Regions from separate parts of the Rattus norvegicus genome. Here all the other regions are linked to region 1. A link is a contact called in public Hi-C data. All regions are on one chromosome and are shown on one strand. The core of a region is the stretch at or near the end of the contact, and the rest is flanking DNA. Distances in the headings are between cores, read along the strand shown. Region 1 has its middle 170 kb from the start of Tomm20. Region 2 has its middle 95 kb from the start of Tomm20. Region 3 overlaps LOC134483665 (a long non-coding RNA gene).

The links. A called contact is a pair of places that touch in the nucleus more often than the background predicts.
Region 2: a contact with region 1 is called in a Hi-C map of liver, with 5 times the contacts expected there. The contact joins two enhancer-like sites. A contact is called at or near these places in 4 of 12 Hi-C or Micro-C datasets (hepatocytes, kidney and liver).
Region 3: a contact with region 1 is called in a Hi-C map of liver, with 4 times the contacts expected there. The contact joins two enhancer-like sites. A contact is called at or near these places in 2 of 12 Hi-C or Micro-C datasets (kidney and liver).

What each region holds. Positions count from the first base shown.
Region 1 is chr19:71,655,565-71,659,866 of GRCr8, forward strand. No RefSeq gene overlaps it. Among named protein-coding and RNA genes, the nearest start is that of Tomm20, 170 kb to the right of the region's middle. Within about 2 kb of position 2,662, at least 9 of the 93 cell types and tissues checked have an H3K27ac peak or open chromatin away from gene starts, as enhancers often do. A contact at or near this core is called in liver, where this site is marked.
Region 2 is chr19:71,735,499-71,739,499 of GRCr8, forward strand. No RefSeq gene overlaps it. Among named protein-coding and RNA genes, the nearest start is that of Tomm20, 95 kb to the right of the region's middle. Within about 2 kb of position 1,668, at least 41 of the 93 cell types and tissues checked have an H3K27ac peak or open chromatin away from gene starts, as enhancers often do. A contact at or near this core is called in liver, where this site is marked.
Region 3 is chr19:71,579,589-71,583,697 of GRCr8, forward strand. It overlaps LOC134483665 (a long non-coding RNA gene), which reads right to left. Exons shown (of 3, transcript XR_010060528.1): 3 at 1,463-4,109. Among named protein-coding and RNA genes, the nearest start is that of Irf2bp2, 120 kb to the left of the region's middle. Within about 2 kb of position 2,538, at least 6 of the 93 cell types and tissues checked have an H3K27ac peak or open chromatin away from gene starts, as enhancers often do. A contact at or near this core is called in liver, where this site is marked.

The sequences.
Region 1 (4,302 bases), core at 1,412-3,911:
TACAGCAGTTTTGCTGGGCAGTTCAGACTCGGGATCTTCTGTGGAGCTGCAGCGAGTCAAGGTCACGATCTTCTCAGTGATTGTCTAGGACAAGAGGATCCACACCCAAGATGGCTTCATGGTTGACCCATCTGATGGGTTGGTGCTAGCTACTGGCAAGGGACCAGAACTGCATTGGACTGTCCATGCGGCTGATGGAATGTCCTTCTGAGGTAGCAGCTAGCTTCCTGCACAGTGACCCAAGCACACACCACCTGTACATGATTGGGCCTCAGAGGTCACACATGGTCATTTGCACCATACCCTGTCGGTTACCAGGGTCAGTCCTCCTCTGTGGGGGAGAGGACTCACCATCTGAGTACTAAGAAGCAAGACCTCTAGGGCCACCTCAGAGCTCTCCAGCTACCATGGAATGTGCCAGAAGGAAGACCTTTGTCCAGCTGGCAATGATTCCACCGGGATCTTGTAATCCCCACACCGCTCTGTTTCCTTGTCTGTGGTCTTCCTTATGTAACTTGTCAGTCTGCTCAGGAGAGGAGACGAGGCTCCTAGGTATTAAAGAATAATGGGTCCAATGTTAACTTCTTCAAATAGACCAGGTAACGCCACAGAGGGCCAAAGGTCGCCTGCAGTCCAACCTCTGTCCTTCCCTCTCCCAGGGCCCATTGAAATGTCTGAGCAGAGTTCAGACATGGTGGCTGACTATCCAAGGGATGGGACAACATAGGATATATAAATGCTGGGGACTCCACTGCTAATTCTTTCAACCTGGCTGTTTTGTCTTGGTCCTGAGTTTGAGGAGTCCCTGGAGAATCGAAGCAAATAGAAACTGAATGGTAATAACTAGCTCACGTTGTGCTAAAGCTGCAGTCCCACATCGCTGCTCCCTGTGGTGCTGTGACAAAGACGACTTAAAGAAGGAAAGCTTAACTCAGCTCACAGTTGCAGGGGGCACATAGTCCATCGTGGAGGAGAAGGCGGCAGGGCTGGGGCATGAGGGGGAGCAGTAGGGTACTGGTCACATGACAACACAATCAGGAAGCACAAAGAGATGGATGTTGGTGCTCAAGTTTTCTCTCCCTTCATTAGTTTGGGGCCCCAGCCCCAGCCCAACAGTGCCACCCACATTCACAGTGGATCTTCCGCCTCCATAAACCTAACCTCGATCCTTCACAGGTACACCCAGAGTCTTGTTTCCATGGTGACTGTACTGGCTGGTTCTGTGTGTCAACTTGACACAAGCTGGAGTTATCACAGAGAAAGGAGCCTCCCTTGAGGAAATGCCTCCGTGAGACCCAGCTGTAAGGCATTTTCTCAACTAGTGATCAAGTGGGGAGGGCCCAGCCCATTGTGTGTGGTGCTGTCCCTGGGCTGGTGGTCCTGGGTTTTTTAAGAGAGCAAGCTGAGCAAGCCAGGGGAAGCAAGCCAGTAAGTAACATCCCTCCATGGCCTCTGCCTCAGCTCCTGCTTCCTGACCTGCTTGAGTTCCAGTCCTGACTTCCTTTGGTGATGAACAGCAATGTGGAAGTGTAAGCTGAATGAACCCTTTCCTCCCCAACTTGCTTCTTGGTCATGGTGTTTGTGCAGGAATAGAAACCCTGACTGAGACAGTGACTCCAGATCCTGCCAAGTTGATACTCAAGAGTAATCATCACAGAGGGACTGGGTGCCTGCCATGGTCCAGGGATAGGAGCTCTGGCTGGGTGTCACAGAGGTCTCATGTCTGTCATCAGTGAGGAGAGTCCCAGCTGAGAAGGGAAACAGCCATTTACAGAATTTCATTTAACCAAGATTACTGTTGACTCACCCAACCCCATAGACCTTCCTTCCTGGATCCCCAGCTCCTCCAAGAGTCCTCCATATCTGCCCCCACACAAGCTACCCACAGTTGACCCCAGCAGCTCCAGCTTCTCCACCTCTCTTGGCCCTCTTAGGCTGCTGACACACCTGTTGACACCATCTGGCTGCTTCCTTGAGGTGCTATTCTCTCTCCAGCCTTCCTGGTTTCTCTCAACCTCTGGTCATGCGACTGTACCCTCCACCTGCTTCCTCCTTCCCCAGGAACTGAGGAACCCACTCAGCCCTGCAAACAACTTCTAAAACTCCATCCATGTCCCACCCGGCTTGCAAGTGACAGGCCCTGACACCAGCTCTGATATCCATGGGCCCAAGTCTCCCCATGCCTCCAAAAGGACCCCAGTGCACTCTTCATATTGACCTCCCTGTGCTCCTCCCTGCACCTCTCACCCCACCCAACCATCTACCGGTCTTACCCCACACAACTAATACCATGCTAGAGTTTAAATCTAAAATGTCTGTCATGGCTCGAGCACTTGGTCCTTAACCGGTAGCACTGTTGTGAAAATTCAGGCCATATAACCTTTAAGAGTTGGGCCTGGCTGACAGAAATAGGTCACAGGGGAGAGGCATTGAGGGCTACTGCCCAGTCCTGTTTCTCGTCTATCTCTGTCTCCTGGTCACCTGCCTTTATTTCCTACTAACACAAGGCTCCCTGTACCATGCCTTTGCCAACATGGTGCCCTGAAATCACCTAAAACCTTGTGCTGAAATAAACCCTTCCTCCCTCAAGCTGTTTCTGCACTGTCATCCAGGGAGAGGTCACCGGTACATAGCAACAGCCTTTTCTGCAGCTCTTCCCTGTGTAGGGCAGAGTACCGTGTGACTCACACAGCCAAAATAATGTGACCCTCAAAACAACCCTGCACAAGGCCAACAGTTCACAGCTCTACAGATAAGGGAACTGAAGCAGAGTGTCTACCTACCTGAAACCATATAAGCAGAGGCAGAGTTCACCTTCAGCCCAAAGCTATCTGACTCCAAGGCACTAGGCTCAAGTAGATAAACAAGCTTGTTCCTACAATTACCCATAATGGTTCAGTATTTTAGCATTAACCCAAACTGGCACATTGTGAAGATTTTGAGGCACAGTTTTCCTGAGTTTTAAAAAAAAAGTTTTCTGATTGACCTTGGAACCTGGGAGGGAGGGTGAGACATTAAGTCATCCTGCCATTAAAATTAAGTTCAATCACCCCTAATGGAATGTCACCTCCAAGATAGCCATTAAAGCCACCGGCCTAACCAACTGGCAGGCCCCGAGTATATCACCATTATCCCGTCCCCGTAACAGTCATTTGTCCGAGGCCCCGGGAGACTCTGAGTACTGCTGTCAATGTCATGTGGAGGAGAGACATCTGCTGCTTCCTCCCATGCTCCATCAGTGCGGTCAGGAACATGGTGAGAAGGCACAGTGCGCAGACCCAGATGTCACAGGCTTTGACCTTGGGCTACCAGGATAGAGCAACCGGGGTAAAAGAGGCCGCCTCGTGGTGTGGACTTGTGTGACTGTCACAAGATGATGTGGCAGCCACTCAGAACCGCCAGCACCTGCTGCTCTCTAAGGGCGGCAGCTCCAGCCTGACTGCATTGTCCAGCCGAGTATTTTGGGGGGAGGTGGGGGGTCCTTGCTAACAGGCTTACTCTGGGGACCTTCCGTCTCTGTCTTTCTGCTGAGGCAAAAACTACAGGCAGGTCACCATGTCAACCTAGCGTATACATGGGTCCTGGGGACTCAAACTCAGGTCATCAAGCTTAAGAGACAAATGCTTTACCTGATGAGCCATCTCCCCAGACCCTATTATTGACTTTTTCTAAGCTAGCAACACAAGAAATGGCTTTTTCCATGACATTGGGATGTGTACACAACACCATGCTATGTTCTTTGGTGTGTGGTTCTGAGGTATGATGTAGCTCAGGCTGGCTATGAACTTTTGTAGCAGAAGATGACTGTGAACTTCTGATCCTCCTGCTCCCATGTTCAGAGTGCTGGGATGATAGGTGTGTCACATCCAGCTTGTATTTCATTCCTATTTGCTGCTCCACTGCCTGCCCCATCTGTCTGGCACCTTTCCTTCCCAAGAGAGCCTCTCCTTCTGCTCTCACACCATATGAGTTCCATCACCCTCTCGTCTCCACTGTACCTTTCCTTGTCTCTCCTCTCAGAGCCCCCTTTGTATTTTCAGCTCTGAACTTTGGTAAAAACAAGCAAATGGGGAAACTGAGACTCTACTCAGCCAAAAGAAAAATGCATTAAACACACCTGTCAATCACCAGAGGCAGGGCCAGAGAAGGTTGGCTTTCTCCTCAACATGGTGTCCGTGGACAGCCACTTTGCTCTCCCTCACTGGAGCCCCTTACCCAGTAGCTAGAAACACCATGCCTATCACCACCTTCTCCACTAACGTAGTCTTTGTAATAATTAAAGAGAACCGTGTTGGGCCATGG
Region 2 (4,001 bases), core at 418-2,917, 79 kb after region 1:
CCAGGTGCAGCTCTTTAAGCTACAGATAACTGGGTGACATCACCCAGCTGTTATTATCAGCACTGTGATTGTTTACTTATCTTCAAAGAGAGTCCCAGACTGGTATCTGGTGACTAAATGGAGGTCAGAGATCCTCTGACATCAGTCATGCCCTACAGGGGCAGGCCCGGTGACAGTTGCCAGCTCTTGGTGACCATGTGAAAACTTTGAGCCTCTTCCTGCTCAGCGCTTCTCCCAGGTTCCACACATGCCCTGGCCATGAGGCAGTCCCGACGGCCGCCAGTCACCACGCAAGCACATAGACGCGTGGGTGTCACCTTTTATTGTTTTCCAGAACATTCTCTCTCAAGTCCAAACATTGCCACATCAACACCACCTCTTAGTGAATCTGCCCTTTATGACCCAGCACAAGGCACAAAAGGCATCAGACTGGTATTTCCTCTACCCTATAGGGATTTTTTATGGGGTTTTTATTTGGTTTCGTTTTTGGTGTGCTTCTGAGAATCGTCCTTTTATTCTTCCGTTTGGTTGTGAAGTACACTCTCCAAGGAATTCTGCTCAAAAAGAAATCACACAGCTGTTACCTGAAGCTCGACCTCCAAAAGGAGACCTTCACCCACCACCACATCCTCCCAGGAAATAACAGCTCAAAGGACAGATGAGCCCACGCTGGGGCCCTACTCCTCACTGCTGGGCTCTGGGTAAGGCGAACAGGGACAGGAAGGCCACATCTTCATGCTGGGACTCAAGAAGAGCCTCATTGTCTGCCTTAGGCAGGGACCTGCTCATCACTTAGCCCAAATGTGAGCAATTAGATCAATACTCTCCGTACCACCTCCATGGATGGGCCACTGACACTTGCCTGGCCCTAGCAAAGGCCACCAAGGCTATTTATGTCTGGGACTTTGAACTTTGAGTCACTCCCCAGCAGCGAGGCATGTGTGTGGTATCGAAAGCCGCCATCTTCTACATGGCCTACCATGGTAGAGGAAGTTTCTCAAAGACCAGTGATTGGAATCAGAGTTCAGAGGAAGCTGGCGTGAGAGCAAGAGCGCTGCCCTGCCTGTCACTGCACCAGAAGCTCCAACCGCTTCAACTCACATCATTCTCACTGTGGCTAGATGTCTCCACCAACTTGAGGTGACCATTGCTAGGCTGAGCTAGACCAGCCAAACATCTGCCTGTTCATGCAGTGTGTGTGTATGGAAGGAAAAAAGAAGTGAGAAAGACGTGCTGGAAGATCACAGCACTAACCATTTAAGGCGATGATGGGTAAGCAACAAGGGCCAGGGCACAGAAGTGTTCTGTAGAGGAGTCCCAGGTCTCCGTCGGATGGGTAATCGCACCACTGGGCACATGGAATGCTCTTAGGGCACGTTATAGGTGGCAAAAGCAACACAGTCAGCTCTGCACTGTCCGTGGAGAGTCCTTGTCTGATTGCCCTAACCACGCATTCATCCTCCTAGTACCGCGTCACCGACCTAAGGGTTAACTGATGCCCAGGGAGATGGCCTCACTATCCACCTCAGACCTAAAGCTGACTCTAGGCATGAGGATGCCCTGATCTGGGCACAGCCCCCAGAAAGCTCTGCGCTCTGTCCACTGACCACAGGAAGGGCTCCAGTTGAGTCAGAGGGGAGTCTGGCTCATGGTAGGGCTGCAGGATCCAACCTAATCCCCTTACTCATCCAAAAGGTCACTGGAGGGCCAGCAGCCTTAGGGGGCAGAGCATCAGTGTTGACTTCAAGTTCAAAGAATCCACAGAAGGCCACACAGTGCCCCCTGGCTCCAACCTCAGAAATGGAGCCGACCCTGACTCAGAGAGGAAACAAATGCTGACTCACCCTCTACTTCCTCCTCCTGCCCAGCTCACCCAAGACCAGCACTGGCTTCCAGAGACAGACAGGTGACCCCTACTTGGCAAGCTGCAAGGGGCCCACTCTGCCACGGACCACCAGACCTAGACTTACTATGGCCCTCACCCTCTGGATCTTCCACACAGTGTTTGGCTGGTAATGGCACTGTCCTGTCCTGTCCTGTCCTGCCTTGACCTTGGCTGTGTTATTCTTCACTTCCCTGTTCAGTGTACAGCCACACTTTCCAAACATCATGAATCATCAGTACAGAGCAACGGCCACTTAGTAAAGCAGGAAACCGCTGCACGCCAAGCTTGGACAGAGAAGATCTCTGCTCTGGCCTCTCCTGCCCCCCTGCTCGCTGTGACACAAAGCCAACAGTGGAGGTCCTGGCGGCTATTGCACCCCTGGGTACTCAACCCCTACACCATCAGCCCTCACACTGGGCAGCATCTTCTGAGTTCAGCCTTCCATGACTGAGCTGGCTAAAGTGAAGCTGGTCTCTCCCAGTCTCAGAGGGAGGAAAAGAGGTCAGCTCCTTCGAAACCCTGGCTGTTAGAAAGACTGGATCCATCAGATAGCAAAGCCGTCAAGTGGACGTGGGGCTTCCTCTTACAGCCTTGCAGTTATGAACAGAGGTCACTTCTGTCCTCAAAGCCCCTGTAGACTAGATCATGTGCTCTCAGGATAACATTCAGCAAGTTCTCAAAGAATGGTCACTAGTGAAGCCCATACACAACAATCAACAATGAAGACTGAAGAAATGGCTTAGTCTATAAAAGTGCTGCCAAGCTTGAGGACCCAAGTTCCAATCCCCAGAGCCTGCATAAGAAGTCAGTGTAGCACAGCACTCCACTCTGGGGAAGCAGACTGGAAGAGCCTGTTTGCTGACATCTGGACTCTCTGATCTAATGAGCTCCACATGCAGTGAGCTCCCCGTATCAAAAAATAAGGCGGAAAGGTGACTGAAGACACCATTCGTGTTGGGCCCTGTCTTCCCTGTACAATCCTGTTAAAAACAAAGCAATATGAATATGAAGTTTCTCTGATAGGTCATATCTATCCAAGATAGACCCCCATGTGCTCTCTGTCCCCGTGGTCTAGACTTGTTTTTCTGAGTTCTATGAGGGAATAACACATGGCTACATTCTCTTAAGCAGCCTCTATGTGGCAGCTGGATGGATCAGGACAGATGACCAGGGTCAAGGGTAGAGACAGGCATGGCAGACCTCAAGTGCCAAATATCCACTATGGTAATCAAATCCCAGATTGCAGACCTTGTGGAATTAACTAAATTAGCCACCACAGACCATGGCTCTGGGTAGCCAAACAGATCCAAGTTATCTTTAAAAATACATAAATCACAGTGCTCTAGCCTCTCAAGTCCGGAAACAAATTTTAGACCCTTAGAGATAATAGAAATGTCACCTAAAAACAAAACAAAACAACCTGTTCCTAGAGCTGGAGAAAGAGATCAGTGGCTAAGAGCACTGGCTGCTCTTGTAGAAGACCCAAATCTGGCTCTCAGGACCTATACAGAGAGGCTCAAAACCATCTGTAACCCCAGTTCCATGGAATCTTCTTCTAACCTCCACAGGTACCCAACACACACATGGTGCACATACACACATGCAGGCAAAAGACTCGTGGACATAAGATAAAAATAAATCTAATAAAAAATTTTCTGATATCTCATCAGACATCTGGGAGAACCAAGGTCCGGATGACTTATCGAAGGTCACACAAGGTAGAACAGAGCCAAGAGAGCTCACATCCCCTGGCTGGTAATTCAAGGTTGTTTTTATTTATCGTAACTGTCACTGCAGTGGGTGGATGTGGGAGCCAAATCAGACGTCCTTCACACACTCTGACACTACATGAGCCGGAATATTCTACATCGACCCAACCCAAGCCTGTGAGAGGATCTACCGAGTTACGTGATATCCGTAGTCAGAAGGTCACGAATGTCTTCAACAGAAGTTATGCATATAGGTACCACCATATTTTCAAAGGAGTCCTTTACACGGGAAAAACTAAGACTCAGTGAATTAGAGAATGGCTGTCACTTTTTTTTTTTTAAGATCTAGGGAGCAAATTTGGAAGAAGGATGACTTTGTATGCACAGTCTATGCCAGCTAATCAATT
Region 3 (4,109 bases), core at 1,288-3,787, 76 kb before region 1:
TGGGGGTCCCAGAGGACAAAGAAACAGCGAGGTCCCATAGCTCAGCTCTTCCCCGTGGAGAGAGAGCTTTCCAAAACATCGATAGAACTAGCCGGTGATAGAGGGCTGGGAGTCCCGGGCAGTCCTGAGGGGTCCTCTTTGCATTCATGTTCTCTCACCAAGGATCTGCTCATCTTGACTTCTCCATACTGAGGTGACAGGCATGTGACAAGGCTTTTACCTATGAGCTATCCCAGACCCTCCCTCTTCTACTTTCAATGACCCTGGGATTGTACCCTAATTGGCAGGCTTGGTTTTTTGGCAACTCAATTTCCTTTACCAAAAGCTTTCGTGCATTCCCAAGGCTCTGATGATGAGGCCTGGGGCCTCTTTGGAGACAGATATAATGGGAAGGTCTGAGTCTCAACCAAGCCCCGATATAGGCTCCCGTTTAACCCACTACTTATTCTCGAGAATGAATGACCGTGCGACGCATGTTCTGTGCAGCAGAGACATGATCACAGTAATGTAGGGGATAACAACCCCATGTACCATGGCCTCGGTGATTGATCTAGGCTTTCCATTAAAAGTCACTTAATCCTCTTGATGGTTCCAAGAGCACTGTTACCAGCACCCCTGTGCAAAAGAAGAGAGAGTACCGGGCTGACAGTTGGCAGAGGGTAGAGCAGACTTAGCACCCAGGATTCTCCCTTGGATGCTGCTTTCAGGACTAGGAAAAGGTTGCCACTCTGTTGAAGGCCAGGTGCCCCCTTGGCCCTTTGATCTGTGTCAGCTCGCTTATTGAGAGGAGTGTCTCTCTGTTATGTCCAGGCTTCTGCACAATAGCAAAGAACTCTGTTTGTCTGTCCTACTACCCTGGCACCGGTCAGGACCCGATTGCATGAACTTGACCTTGCAGCTAAGAGTATGGAGATGCTATAAACAAACCAGCCCCGTATATTTGGCTCAGATGCACAAATCTAGCCAGCGGTGGGAGGGGCATGGGCTCACAGAAGGCATGTTCTGCAGAGGACAGGATCATCCACCAGATTGCTCTTCTTGCTGTCAGAGGATCCCTGGTTTCACTTAGGAGAAGAGTGAGCGAACTCCCATAGGTAGATAGACTGCTCAGGTCTGCTCCCCTTTGAGTCTAACCCTGTTGATTCAAAACACAGCTGGCCTCTGAGGAGGGGATCACCAGTTATCTTGGTACTTTTAATCCCTCCCACCACTACCAATAACCAGAAGCAGAGGGAAAGCAGCCCTAGAGTCCAATAAGGGGGCCATTTCCCTAGATTGTTCTAGAACTTAGTTCATGAGGCAATAACCAGGCCCTAGTTGGCAAGATCAGCTCTAGACAAGAGAGAGTAAAGGGCCAACCCAAATCTCCCTGGGCCCCCAGGGACGACGGATGGGGGAGAAACCAACCGCCAAGTTCCGCTCATTTCACAAGCTCATGGCAAACCCCAGAGCGTTGCTTTGTTGCTTAAAAACGATTTAATTTTTGCAATCTTCCAAAGAAAGCGGGTGCCAGAGTGAGAATTGATGTTTGAAGAGTGATGTCTGTGAGGTGGAAAGCTGACAGCTCCTCTCACAGGAGGGCAGCTAGCAGGCATGGGGACATGCATGGTCTGGGGTCAAAGTTATCCATGACTTGTCCTTCTCATTTCATAGGACCTGGCTCCCACAAGGAGCCAGCCTCCCACTGTAAGACCAGGACAGCCATCTTCCTGAGATCCATCTAGAGTTCAGCCACTTCTTCCTCCTCCTGGATCTGACAGAACTCAGGCCCCTGCACAAGTTCTTTTTCCAGTGAGCGAGCTCCGTATCCTCCGGCCTAATGGGGTGGCAGGAGAAGAGTAGGCCTAGCCTCAGGCAGCCTGGTCTGAACCAAAACTCGGCCCTCAGATCTGTTGTTCAGCTCTGAGGGTGTCCTCATGCAGTTGGACCTGGGCTGTCTTTGCTGGAAGGGGAGAGGAGTGGTATTGTTCCCATGTGGTTGCTGGGCCACTGCACAAGACAACTGTTCTGTGAGGAACCTCACATGACAGCAGGGCCCACATAGGACTTGGTGAGGAGTTGTTCTCTTGCTGTGTTTTCTATTACTGCCAGCACGAATAATACCCTCCAGGTGGCCTCTCTCAAGGGGAGTCATTTACTGGCCAGGGACTTTGGAACTTTATTCTGACAGGGTGGGGGTTGGGGATATAGAGCAGGGGCAGGGGGCACGTGGTCTCAACCTGACCCTTTAAACTCTGGAGCTTACACCTCTCTTCAGAGCCCTCTATTTGGGTCATAGAGGAGCCAGGATTTCCAGGACATGTATGTCCCAGCAAGGCTGAGTCTGTGGCTGGATCCCTGATCTCTTACAAGGTTTTCACACTGCAGTATAAACAAGGTTCAGGGCCCTGCCATGTTTCCCTGAGGCCACTGGAGGCTGGAGCTACCCAGAGGAGACACCCTCATCTCTGTACTCAGAAGGTTAGGTGTGCACAGATGACTTGGGTCACTGGTTGTGGCTGAGGGCAACCTGAGAACACGTGGCAATGTCCTCCCTTGCAGCCTACATCTGGACAGAGTGGCCTGGACACACCGGCTGTGCTCGCACTGTATCTACCCACTATCAGTGAGGTCATGTCTGCCCACGGTCATTCGGGTCAGTCATGTTTCCTCAGGTCTGATGAAATGACAGGCTGTTCTTACAAGGACACCCACGTAGCTGAACAGAGGTCACTACTGTCCTCTGAGCAGGCCCTGCACATGGACACCACTGCGGTGACTGTCATGGAAGCCAAGGAATCAGAAGCAGCAGGTGAGGCAGCAAGTCATCTCCCACGAGGAGACGGGGAGATCACCCCCAAGCCAGCACAGATGGTTGCTGGGGGAAACCTTCGTTTGATCCCCAATAAATAATATGTGACAAGCTATCATTCCTAAGAACAACTGTCGCACCCTTGTGACCTCGAGGGTCTCCGTTGTATGTTTTAGCTGAACGCCAATGCTCTGAGCAGTCAAGGTAGAACCTTCTCCCCAGCAGCAGATGGACATGGGCAATACTAGTTCTGGGAGAGGAGCAAGGCACAGTATATACAAGTCCAAGGCAAGCCATCCTAACCTTGATGATCTCAAATACGCCAGGGTGACTGTACAAAGTAGCGATGGACCAAAGGAGAATCCAGGTAGCTGGTCACGCTGGAGACCCAGTGCTAGGTGCTGTTTTAAAAGCTTACTGCATGTAAACTCACTTAAGCCTTATAAAATATTATTGTGGCCATTTTACAGACAAGGAAACTGAGGCTCAGTAACACAAAGTGAGAAGAGAGCAGCCTGGATTTAGGTGCCTACAGTCCATGTTCTGACCAAGGCCAGAGTGGGTGACCTCGACACAAGGCTAAATAGGTGAGGTGTATCCTATAAAGTCAAGAATCTAAACTGCCTGAGGGGTCCTCGACTGTAATCCCAGAACTTTGCCAAGTGGAGACAGGGGGACCAGAAGTTTGCCATTCTTGAAATCAAAGCGAGTCTGGGTGATGTGAGACATCACTTCAAACCAAAAGGCACTGAGGTGGGAGACTCTTCCCAGCTTAGAGCAGGGACACTAAGTGAGTTACCTCCCTGTGAGAAAAGGCTGGTCCTGTGCTGCCTCCTTCCTGATGCCTCTGCTCTACAAGAGAACCCGCCTCACTCCTGCTCCACAGAATGGAGTCTCGCAGGGGTGAGTCTCAGAGTGCCCGCCCCGTGCCCCCAGACTCTGTTCCCCAGCACAATTGTGCAAGCTTCTATTACAGCAAGTGTGGAGGTCGCTCTCGCGGTCAAAGGTTTTTAACTGCAAAGGAAGAGGAAATGTATGTCAGAAAGATGGCACTCTGCCAACCCCACATTCGTGTGGGGGATCTCACATGTGAAATGGTTCTTTGGAAGAAGTTGGGTGCTCTGTGTTCTAGGGTGGGGTGGGGGTGGGAGGGCAGGATGGTTTCTGTGAAGGTTGCAATGTAGCAGGGTGGGGACAGCCCCAAGACAACCTGAGGGAAAGTGAGGGCAGATGAAAGGCTGTAGGGATGAGGAGGAAAGGACAGGGGACAGAGGGAAAGAGTAACGAAGGAAGATGCTGGCTTCAGAGAGTGACACCT